Linked DNA regions of Hordeum vulgare: region 1 is linked to region 2. The links are chromatin contacts, called in public Hi-C maps. All regions are on one chromosome and are shown on one strand. Each heading gives the region's core, a stretch centred on a gene start, on an enhancer-like site or on the middle of the called end of the contact. The rest is flanking DNA. Distances are from core to core; before and after follow the strand shown. Region 1 holds the start of LOC123445417 (nascent polypeptide-associated complex subunit alpha-like protein 1). Region 2 holds the start of LOC123445416.

Region 1 (6,046 bases), core at 980-3,479, 170 kb before region 2:
TAGCTACTCGCATAATGGTTAATGGAAATTCCAGCATCACTTCATACTAAATCCATTGAAATGGATCACCGACCAAGATTATACTTGCAAAAGCAAGATTTTACATTCGCGATTTGCTTCTATCAAACTAAATGCTATAGCTGAACATTCATGTACATGTTAATGCAGGTTGAAATTGATACAAGGTGCCACCTCAGTACAGAGGTGAATATTATATACAAATGGCAGGCAGTACAGAAAACTAAAAGTAGTGTAAATAAGCAGTGCTGAATAATTCAGGAATAAGTGAATATGAATACATAATACGGTTCCAAAGAATTGAGAACAGAAACCAGAAAGGTATAGCAATGGTACGGAAAGAACAGACTATTAGAGAGTACAAACTGGTCAGTGTCTAATTTTTAAAAATAAAAACAGGTCAAAGTGAACCAAAATAGGTAAATACGGAGTTTGTATCATTGAGGAACAGATCAGATAACAATTTCCTAATTATCTCAATGCCAGAATCTAGCCCAATAAAAACAAAATAATCCATTGATTCAGGAGTTGAATAAGCAACGTTTAATTTATAATTTGGGTATGGGCAATAACTTAACTTGTTTAAATTTATTGTTGGAACTTAGAAGGCAGCATTACAAAAAGAAATAGGCTTATCTGTAACTAAATGGCTATTTGAACTGAACAGAGGGAGCTAGAGAATTTCATCATACCCTCAACGTCATCGTCATCTTTTTCATCCTCATCCTCATCATCGTCTTCATCGTCGTCATCATCATCCTCAATGATAGGCTCATCTCCCTGGGAGTATGCATTAGAAATGTCATATTACTTGAACATCATAACTATTAAGCACTAAGCAGCACTGCCTCCGAACAGGGGACATGCAGAGGGGGGGAAGCAGAGTTAGCCATATGCAGAAATGAAACAACGGTAAATAGTCTACCCACAGTTATTATCCTTCCAGCATGAAGATGTGAGTACATACATACTAAGTAGCATCAGCACAAGATAAACAGAAATGAGACTCCAAAAGCAAAAAATGTAGAGTATGTACATAACAAGGAACAGTTGTCTGCATTGACAACAGAAGCTATGCTCACAAAATTATATTGTTGGTACAGGACAAGATGCCATGCATCACATAAGCACACACAATTACACACATGATACATAGATCACAACTGACTTTCAAAGCTAATTAACAAACAGAAGGCACATTTCTACTGTAGCAACCACCAATGGTGACTGATTTATCAATGCTCGCTTGAAATTCCTCTCAGACTTGCATCCACAAGACAAAGCAGCAGCATTTCAGTTTGCGGCAGTACAGATCTCTCAGAAAGGGCAACCACAAACCCTAATTAACTTCAAAGCTAATTAAATACAAACATTATACTTCGGTCACAACTGACTTCCAAAGCTAATTAACAAATGCAGTCGCATTCCTACTGTAGCAACCACCAAAGGTGAGTGATTTATCCATGCTCGCTTAAAATTCCTCTGAGATTTGCATCCACAAGACAAAGCAGCAGCATTTCGATTTGCAGCAGTACAGTTCTGTCAGAAAGTGTAACCACAAACCGTACATACATAAGAGGGGCAACTGACAAACAAATCACAGACGGACCACAAGCCCCCTAACAGCAAAGACCAAAGGATATACTGGCATTACCAACCTCCTCTGAAACTGAACTCCTACTAGATGCACGAGCAAGCACGATTTCCTCACATGAATGAAGAGAAAAAATACCACGCCTTGAGCTATCATGGTGGAGGGTCATGGAGGGGCCCGAGGCCTCGCCCGCTCCCCCGCGAAAAATCAAACGCCCTACATGTGCCCTCAGGCTGCTGGCCACGACCTAGGCGACATGGACGGACGAGATCTAGCGCCCTAACGCCACCGCCGCAACGGGAACGCGCCGATCCGGGGGGCGAACAAGCACGAGGGGCGTGGATTTTTGGCCGACGCGGCACCGAATCGGAGGGAGAGGGTCGGAATGGAGGGAGGATCGATCACCTCGACGTCATGCTCCTCGAGCTGGGCGCGGAGCAGCTCCGCCTGCAGGTCGGCGGCCGTCATGGTCAGCGGGCGCGGCGCGGCGGGGCGGGGGTAAAACCCTAGCTAGGAGGGATTTGGGAGGAGCGAAGAGAGTGCGACGGGAGGAGGAAGAGAGGAGAGGAGAGGAGACCGACTCGTGTGGGGATTTTCTGCCCTCCGGTCGGTGGCCTTCCTCCGTGCCCGTGGGTGTAGACTGGGCCAAGACCGTGCCGTTTGGGCCGTAGGATACATGGGTCCAATCCTGCCCGATTATCAAATCATTTTTTCCCTTTGTCTAAAAAAATCAAATCGATTTTTCTCAAAAAATAAAATCAAAAAACAGAAAAAAAAAATCGACTTGCATACTGCCTCTTTTTTTTCTCTTCTCCACTGAAGAAAAGTACCTCTTCTTGTTCCGGAAAAAAAAAGGGACCTTGATGGTTTGACATTGTGTGACGACTGCTAAGATACCTCTACTGTTGGAAGGAAGTTGGTCGTTCGCTTCCTAGCCTCCAGGGTTCCGCCCCTCGCATCTCTCCTTTGCCACCGCCGACTTATTTTGCCTATCGGACCGCACTTTCTCGTTTTTTGTTTTTTTTTGTACCGGCTTTTCTGACTCCCGTTGACCGATCATCATGAGCTAGACATCATTTCCCACCTCTAAATCAACTAATAAATTGAACAATCTGAATGAAATCATAGCTTTCCTTTGCCGCATGATTGGCTCCTCCACGCCCTTCTCCTTCCTAACTGAAATCACTGGAGATGATCCCAAACGGGACTGAGGAGATGAGACCACACCTTGGAGAACACTTCAAGTCGGTGGCGCCCGGAAGTTCGGTACTCAATGACTTTGCAAAAACAGCGTCATCAAATGGTGAACACCGTGTGAGGGCCACACGCGGCCCTTGATTAGCATGTGTTGAACCATAACGTCTAGATGTGTTTTAGCAAATCCGTACAAAAAAACACTTTACACAAAATACGAAAAACTGTTAATCTTGCATATTACAAATGTTAAACATGCATATAAAATGTTTTTGATGTATACCAAAAATGTACAACCGTCGATAAAAAATAGTAGAAATGTTAGCCTTGTGTATGAAAAATGCAATCGTGTGTACGAAATAGGTTTATACATTGTACAAAATATGTTGGTATAATTCAAAAAATGGATTTGTACAATTAAAACAGTATGTTATATTTTTTTTAAATGTTCAGAAATTTCTTTCCTTTACATTACAAAGATGTTCACAAGTTTCATTTTCCCCGCAAAACAGAAACGTGTGAAAAATTTATTAAATGTAATGTTCTCAAGTTTCAAAATCGTGTTCGAGGAAGTTTTTAAAAAAATGTGTGTACAACATAAAAAATGTTTGCATAGTTCAGAAAAAATGGTATTATCATTAAAAAATGTTCCACCATGTATTAATAAAAACAGGTATTTGAAAACAAATGATTGAAATATTTTTATGGAAAAATGTTAAACATGTATTTGGAAAAATCTGAAACATTTATAAAAATGCTTTATACATATAAAAAATTGGCAACGTGTATGAAAAAAATGGACATCAAACGTACATTAGAAAGAAAGTTAATCACATATTTAAAAAATGTTAGACGTGGGTAAAGACCGAGAAAATGTAAAAGAAAAAATGTACGGTGTGTATGAAAAATATAGGCATGTGTTGGAAAAAGAAATATGAAGAAGAAGAAGAAGAAGAGGGAGAGGGGCTTCCATGTGGGTATATCTTGTTTGTGGAGTGTTACGTTCAAAGGATCGACTAGGAATCACAATTTTTTTTATGGTGCAAGTATAAAATAAGGAAGAAGTTAAAAGGAGAAGAATCCGTAAGGACTAAATTTATGAGAAATTAGTTAAATATGGTATATAAGAGCCTAAACCAGAAATAAAAAAGCTAAACCATAAAATTGTAAATAAGGAAGGAGAGATGCTCATGTGGCAAAATTGACAAAAATGACCCCTGGGGGGAAAGAACTCACGGAGTGACCCCTCGGGGAAAATATTTCACCCGCCTGACCCTTTTGTGTGGCGCCCGACAAGTAGGCGCCACACTACACTGTGTGACGCCTAGCCCTTCGGCGCCACACACCCCGACCACCTGGCAGGGAGGGCCCATCCCCCAGGTCGTGTGACGCCTAAGCCTCAGGCGTCACACATTGTAATGTGTGGCGCCTAACGCTTAGGCGCCACACATTGACTTAACTGGCCACGGGCCAGCCCCCTCCCCACCCCCTCCCCATTCCCCTCCCTCATTCAAACAGAAACTGCAACGGCGGCGGCTGGCTCTCTTCGAATCCCTAATCCCCTCCCCCATCTCCTTCAGATCTGGTGATTTCTTCCTTGGATTGATCCCCCTGTTGGAAATATGCCCTAGAGGCAATAATAAATTAGTTATTATTATATTTCTTAGTTCATGATAATCGTTTATTATCCATGCTATAATTGTATTGATTGGAAACACAATACTTGTGTGGATACATAGACAAAACACCGTCCCTAGTAAGCCTCTAGTTGACTAGCTCGTTGATCAAAGATGGTCAAGGTTTCCTGGCCATAGGCAAGTGTTGTCACTTGATAACTGGATCACGTCATTGGGAGAATCACGTGATGGACTAGACCCAAACTAATAGACGTAGCATGTTGATCGTGTCATTTTGTTGCTACTGTTTTCTGCGTGTCAAGTATTTATTCCTATGACCATGAGGTCATATAACTCACTGACACCGGAGGAATGCTTTGTGTGTATCAAACGTCGCAACGTAACTGGGTGACTATAAAGATGCTCTACAGGTATCTCCGAAGGTGTTAGTTGAGTTAGTATGGATCAAGACTGGGATTTGTCACTCCGTGTGACGGAGAGGTATCTCGGGGCCCACTCGGTAATGCAACATCACACACAAGCCTTGCAAGCAATGTAACTTAGTGTAAGTTGCGGGATCTTGTATTACGGAACGAGTAAAGAGACTTGCCGGTAAACGAGGTTGAAATAGGTATACGGATACTGACGATCGAATCTCGGGCAAGTAACATACCGAAGGACAAAGGGAATGACATACGGGATTATACGAATCCTTGGCACTGAGGTTCAAACGATAAGATCTTCGTAGAATATGTAGGATCCAATATGGGCATCCAGGTCCCGCTGTTGGATATTGACCGAGGAGTCTCTCGGGTCATGTCTACATAGTTCTCGAACCCGCAGGGTCTGCACACTTAAGGTTCGACGTTGTTTTATGCGTATTTGAGTTATATGGTTGGTTACCGAATGTTGTTCGGAGTCCCGGATGAGATCACGGACGTCATGAGGGTTTCCGGAATGGTCCGGAAACGAAGATTGATATATAGGATGGCCTCATTTGATTACCGGAAGGTTTTCGGAGTTACCGGGAATGTACCGGGAATGACGAATGGGTTCCGGGAGTTCACCGGAGGGGGCAACCCACTCCGGGGAAGCCCATAGGTATTTGGGGGGTCACACCAGCCCTTAGTGGGCTGGTGGGACAGCCCACCAATCCCCTATGCGCCAAGGAAGAAAAAATCAAAGGAAAGAAAAAAAAAGGGAGAAGTGGGAAGGGGGAAGGACTCCCTCCCACCAAACCAAGTAGGACTCGGTTTGGGGGGGGAGAGTCCTCCCCCCTGGCTCGGCCGACCCCTTGGGGATCCCTTGGACCCCAAGGCAAGGTTCCCCTCCCTCCTCCTATATATATGGGGCTTTTAGGGCAGATTTGAGACGACTTTCTCACGGCTGCCCGACCACATACCTCCATAGTTTTTCCTCTAGATCGCGTTTCTGCGGAGCTCGGGCGGAGCCCTGCTGAGACGAGATCATCACCAACCTCCGGAGCGTCGTCACGCTGCCGGAGAACTCTTCTACCTCTCCGTCTCTCTTGCTGGATCAAGAAGGCCGAGATCATCGTCGAGCTGTACGTGTGCTGAACGCGGAGGTGCCGTCCGTTCGGTACTAGATCGTGGGACTGATCGCG
Region 2 (6,174 bases), core at 224-2,723:
GCTCGTCCACCAACGAGTACAGTCTCAAGTACGAAGTAGGCTGAATGACTTGGTCACAACATTAATAGATGGATAGCTAATGCACTTACTCCCTCCGTCCCGGTGTATAAGTCATTCGCGTAGTTCTAGATCGTTGTTTGATGAATTAAATATGTGTTATATGTCATGAAAAGTATATCACTAGATTTTTACGCGGATGTAGTTTTTAAATATATATTTTTTATCACATACGATACATGTTTAGATAGTTAAATTGTCAACCTAGAACTACGCGAATGACTTATACACCGGGACGGAGGTAGTACCAAGCTTCCTTGGTGTTAGCATGACCGCCCCATATATATAAAAGGTACACTCCTCTCGGGTGTCTACTTGTAGCCTCTTACTATGTTACAAGATAGTACTAGCAGCCACACAAACACATATATGGTCGAGGCGCTCAAGCTAGAGAGCACTGAAGTTAAAACAATGGGGTCGAGTCAATTGATCCGTTACGAAATAAGAATAGGAGGCATATGAAAACACATCGTCTCGGAAAAATCGTATGAGGAATAGCCACTGTCAAGGTGCAAGTATTAGCCTGGAGGGAAGGCGGGCGCGACACTAATGTACTCACGAATGAAGAGAAGATGGGGATCTGCCGAGAGTACTCCCGAGCGAAAGAGTGGCACGCAGAAATAAAAAAGGAGGTGATATGCATTTCACTTTGTCAAAACAATCCGCACTTGCGTCGGAATATGGACCCTTCAATACGGGAAAATCAAAAAAGAGGCAAGATGCATTTCACTTTGTAAAAAAAATCGCACTTTCCTTCGAATATGGATCCTTTTTTGATAAAGATAAACATGTCTTCTTCTCCGTTTGTCATTGTCGATACTTTTTTCACCAAATGCCCAATGGCATGAAGGGCTAGTGACATTATCCGTCTGAACCCCTGCCAACCCTTGGAGGTACCGGCCAGAAATGCCAAAGCCTCGTCGCCCGCCCCCTCCTTCTCCGACCTTTCATCTATATTTCTACGATTTCTCAAAAAGAAAAATCTAAATTTATATATTGGTCGCACGTTAAGAACACCCACGACAAATCTAAATTTCTTGGTCTAAAAACTGTGATGCTACCATGGAATGTAAGAACAGTGGCATGCACGTTAAGTCGACAGCCACACTGCACCTAAACATCGTCCACATCCCTCACACGTCAAATGAGCACAACTCCATCGACCACACAAGATCCATCATCCTCCCCACACCTCCTCTATAACACCTCCTCTATAGGGATTCAAATTCTGCAACCCAAACCATCCGCAGCGGAAACCCCAGAAGGAAACAAAACGGAGGCAACCAAAAACCGGGCTACAAAAGCCCACCACACAAGAAAAGCACCTCCAAAAGCGCGCACGATTACAATTACAATTACAATTACAATTAGCCGGCGCAAAGCACACTGATAACAATCCGATCCGATCGCCCCGCTTTGGGCACCACTAGTCACGCCCCACTGAGCTGAGCTAACCCGCAGCTCACCGTACCGTAGCGAGCGAGGGAGTAAAGTCGCTCGCCCACCAGCAGCAGCAGCAGCAGCAGCAGCGCTCCTCTCCTCCGATTCACCTCGCCCCGCTGCGGTTTACCTCTCACTTTCTCCCACCTTCCTCGCCCACCATCCCATCGCCTCCTCCTTAAGCAACCCAGCGACGGCCGCCGCGGACCAGGCAGCAGCCAACCACCGAGGCACCCGGCAGGCAATGTCCCTCCTCTCGTCGGCGAGGGCGGCGGCGGGCGGCGATGCGTGAGATCGCGCCACGGGCGGATGGGGAAGGAGGCCGGGGACCAGCGCCAGCGCCCGCCCGACGGGGGCGACGGCGGAGGCGGCGCCCAAGGTAGCGGCCGCTGCGGGGGGAAAGGGGCGGTGCGGCTGCAATGCGTGGCGGCGCTCGTGCTCGGCGCGGCCGTGCTGCTCTCCGCGCTCTTCTGGCTGCCGCCCTTCGCCACGGGCCGCGGCGGGAGGGGGCGCGCCGACGCGCCGGATCTCTTCGCAGGTGACTCGCTGTCCGGATCCACCGGCATTGCCAGATCTCGCCGACGCTAGTGGATCTGGCTGTACGGACCGCTGTCGGTGGGGATTTTCGAATCGATCCGCCGTGGGGGAAAACTACTCCGCTCACCGCTACCGTCACCTGTTAGCCTCGCCTGCTAGTTCTGGTCGCGTGCGGTGCGGCTGCTTGCTTGATCCCCGCTGCTTAGGCGTCTGTCGGTGCTACTTTCGGAAATTGACTAGGCTGCCTGAGATGAGTTTGCTACGCTCGGTATGGATGGTTGACGCCCAAACGCTTCGACCGACCGATCCGGTTTGATGCCAGTGATGTAGTACTGGTTTTGATTTTGCGTGCTTGTCCACCGTGATTTTGTACCCTTGTTAGTCGACATAGTTGTTTTTTCATCTGGCTGTAGAATTATCAGCGGTGAAAGCTACTTGAGCTGCTAAAAGTGATGGAGTTGCTGTCACTTCCTGTTTCGTGCTGTTGCAACAGCTGTTACAAAGGATTGAGCAGTAATTTTAGGTGTTATCTATTCCCAAATGATGCGTGTCTGTCCATGAATTTTAGGTATTATTGATTCCCAAACGATGTATGTATCCTTTTCAACTGTCTAAAGCAAGAACTTTGAGCATAATTTACTAGAGTATCACTATTGGAGCTTTGCGGTTTCCAGTTTTTACAAATTAGTTTAGGCAATTGCGTCGATCACCGTTCTTTGTTTTATCGTGTATAAGAGTACTATACTAGATCTATTGTTGTATACCATGTGTCTGATGAAACTATGTTTTTCCAGGTGATATAGTGGCAAGTTTTAGGCTGCAGAAGAATGTTTCCGAGCTCACAGGAAACATGTCTAAGCTCGCATTGGACATCTATGCGGAAGTCGGCGTCCCTAACTCCATTGTATGCCCCACCACATCTTTTATTTCACTTCTGTTGATGTCTTCTTCCACGAGGGTTGACTGATGCTTGAATGCATACACAGGTGGTTGTGGATTTCCTACATCCATTAGGTGGATCGAACTGGACAAATGTCATCTTCAGCATTGTGCCCTATCCAAAGAACTTGACTATATCATCAACATGGTTGAGCATTATTAGGGCATCTTTTATGTCCTTGGTTGTGCGGCAGTCAACACTCCACTTGACCAAGTCCCTGTTTGGGAATTCATCATCCTTTGAAGTGCTTAAATTCCCTGGAGGAATAACAATAATTCCTCCGCAACACGCTTTTCCTCCTGAAACACTCCATGCAACTTTTAATTTTACTCTGAATTTCCCAATCTACAAAGTGCAAGACAGAACTGATGAATTAAAGGATCAAATGAAGACAGGACTACTACTCAATTCTAATGAGGTTAGTGCTTGCTTCTGGTCCTGTTCCTTCTCTGTCCATCACAATCCTTGTTTTGTTTTTTTCTGAAGGATTTAGGTATTTGCTTGTTTCTTTATGTAGTTCTTGCATTTACATCTGTTTATAATACAATCCACGCATACAACATTTTAGATGTGTGATATCTTGCATTCTGTTTTTGATTTCTCGGATCATGCAAGGACATTGGTATCTTTTGCTCATATTACTTTGCAGAGCATGCGTGCAAATGTAGTCACATGAGTATGAGAGCGCTTTCATGCAGTAGAACTATAGGGTTGTGCGATATACTCCCTCCGTTCCTAAATATAAGTCTTTTTAGAGATTCCACTAATTGACTACATACGGATGTATATAGACATATTTTAGATTATAGATTCACTCATTTTACTCCGTATGTAGACTCCTAGTGGAATCTCTTAAAAGACTTATATTTAGGAACGGAGGGAGTATTTATCATCCCAAAGTATTTAGCAAGCTTCACGTGATTTGAAAACTGGTTGTTATGCTTAGTTCTGTACCATAGTGTTCTAAAAAACACATGCTAGCAAGTCTATGTTTCTGAGCTTAACACAAGTTATCTCATTGTCTAATCTTCGAATGCATTTCTCCCATTCTTTTGTCCCATTCTAGTAGACAGAATCTGGAAAAAAGAATAGAGCTGGGAGCCTGGGGCATCTATTTATATCAGAAGTTTTATTGTGCAAAAAGTTGGTGTGTGGTAACTTACATTACCTGCTTTTTCTTCCTCAATTGAATTTGTGATATTGTGCATTGCAGAATCTTTATATCAAATTGGGGAATTTGAATGGATCAACAATTCTTCCTCCAACTATTGTTGAGACCTACATTGTTCGTGTTGTTGGGAATCACCAGCCATCTGTACCAAGGATGAAGCAGTTGGCCCAAACAATTACTAATTCATCTAAAGGGAACCTTGGTCTGAACCATACCGTATTTGGCAGAGTAAAGCAGATAAGCCTTTCCTCCTATCTTAATCGTTCTTTACATAGCAGAGGCAGTTCTGATGCACCTAGTCAAGCACCAATCCAACATCATGGTCATCATGGCCATCATCACCATCACCATGGTCATGAAAGCAACAGGCATTTGGCTCCTGCTCCTGTCCCGATACATACACCCAGATATGTTGCTCCACCTCCATCTGGATGTCCATATGGCAACAAGGCAAAGAACAGGGTTCCTGTGGCGCCAGCTGCCGAGCCTGTAGCCAATGATCACCGTTCTACTCATCCTGCCGCTTCACCACCTCACCCATTATCACCTTCTGTTCGTCATCCTCCACGTGATCCTAATATGCACAGTAGATCTCCCGTTCCGTCCCCTCCAGTTCTTCCGGAGCCGCCTTTGCCCACTGTTTCTTTTAGTCATGCACACCCTCCAAGTGAGCGTGCAACAGGAACCCGTCCTGCTGGAATGTCTGTGGCCCCTGCACCACATTCATGTGAGTTCTTTTCCCCGCTTTATTTTCCCGTAATTGTCTGTGATTTTTATTTCTAAAAGACTCGTTGTAAAGTACAGGCAAAGCAAGTAAAACATTGTCTAAATGCATAACTATTTGGCCGATACATACTCGGAGGAGGATATTGACGCTTCATCCAAGTTTTAGTTCTAGTCATATTTTCTGCTCCTGTGGATAATACAAAAATCCTCTTCATTTGGTTGGTAACTTATCAGTATTGATCTTAGTGCCCAACTGATAAGTTGGATCAATTTTTCCCAAGGCTTTCTTTCTGTTGATATATTCCTCGCTCGTTTGTACTCTGTTAGGTAATTTGAGTTCCAAGATGAGCTCACAATTTGTTGAGATGAATTTAATGATTTCATGATAACCTACAGCAAAGATAACAGTCCAATTGAACAATTTTCTAGATTTCGGCTTTCCATTTGTAATGTCTGCACATTTTGAAGTCTGTTTGACCTACTATGCCATTTATGGTTAGCTTCTTTAGTAAGTTTATTAATGGGTATTTTTCTTGGATAGCTATGGATGGGTACTTTGTATCCAGCTATTGATAATTCTGTTAAGATGCCACTGTCCTATCTAGCCTAGAGTATATTTTCCGGCCGATCAAGCAGTCTTTTGTTTCTTGCATGTCTACCTCATGTAACATTTTGTTCTTCGAAGAAATGATGTCCTGGCTTTCACTAACTATCGTGCTCCATTGACCTACACTCTGCAGCTAATGCTAGCCGGAGGCTCTCCTGTCAATGGATCCTGGTACCCCTCATATGTACCCTGCTTTGGAGCCTACTATGACAGAGGAGAACCCGCGGCTAACCAGATGATTCGAAATAGAGATTTTCCAAGTTAGAGGACAAGGCGCCTCTTGGTATTCTTCTTTTCCAGTTTACTACAGCCGGCCGGGCGGGTGGTGAAGCACAAGGCAGCACCCTCCCTTGCCTCAGGCACGCTGTTGTTTGTTATACTTGTTAGTGGGATGTAAATATGGATGGGTATAAGGCAAGTAAGCAAGGCAAAGAATGGGCAAGCAGCTGTGCTCGTAGCGGTCAAAGCCACAGCGGTGGCAGGCCCTTCTCTAGCACACGCATATGCTTGACCGGGTTTGCTGTGTACTGCTGCTGTTCAGATGAGGATTGTTCAAATGTAAAAGCTTTCTTTTTTACATGAGATGGCATGGCTTTTGCCACTGGTCTCCGGTGGCTTGGTTCTGCTTATAGTTTTGAGCTCCTTGATCTTCTGCGATGTTGCCTCTGAAATTCTGTCACTTTTCGTTTTTCTTTA

The links. Hi-C and Micro-C count contacts between places; a contact is called where the count stands out from the background.
Region 1: a contact with region 2 is called in a Hi-C map of seedling, with 4 times the contacts expected there. The contact joins the promoter of LOC123445417 here to the promoter of LOC123445416 in region 2. A contact is called at or near these places in 4 of 6 Hi-C or Micro-C datasets (leaf and seedling).

What each region holds. Positions count from the first base shown.
Region 1 is chr3H:590,288,666-590,294,711 of MorexV3_pseudomolecules_assembly, reverse strand. It overlaps LOC123445417 (nascent polypeptide-associated complex subunit alpha-like protein 1), which reads right to left and starts at 2,229. Exons shown (of 4, transcript XM_045122403.1): 1 at 2,018-2,229; 2 at 711-798. The coding sequence starts at 2,080.
Region 2 is chr3H:590,115,475-590,121,648 of MorexV3_pseudomolecules_assembly, reverse strand. LOC123445416 reads left to right here and starts at 1,473. Exons shown (of 5, transcript XM_045122402.1): 1 at 1,473-2,035; 2 at 2,829-2,938; 3 at 3,021-3,392; 4 at 4,188-4,872; 5 at 5,612-6,055. The coding sequence starts at 1,807. The coding sequence ends at 5,688.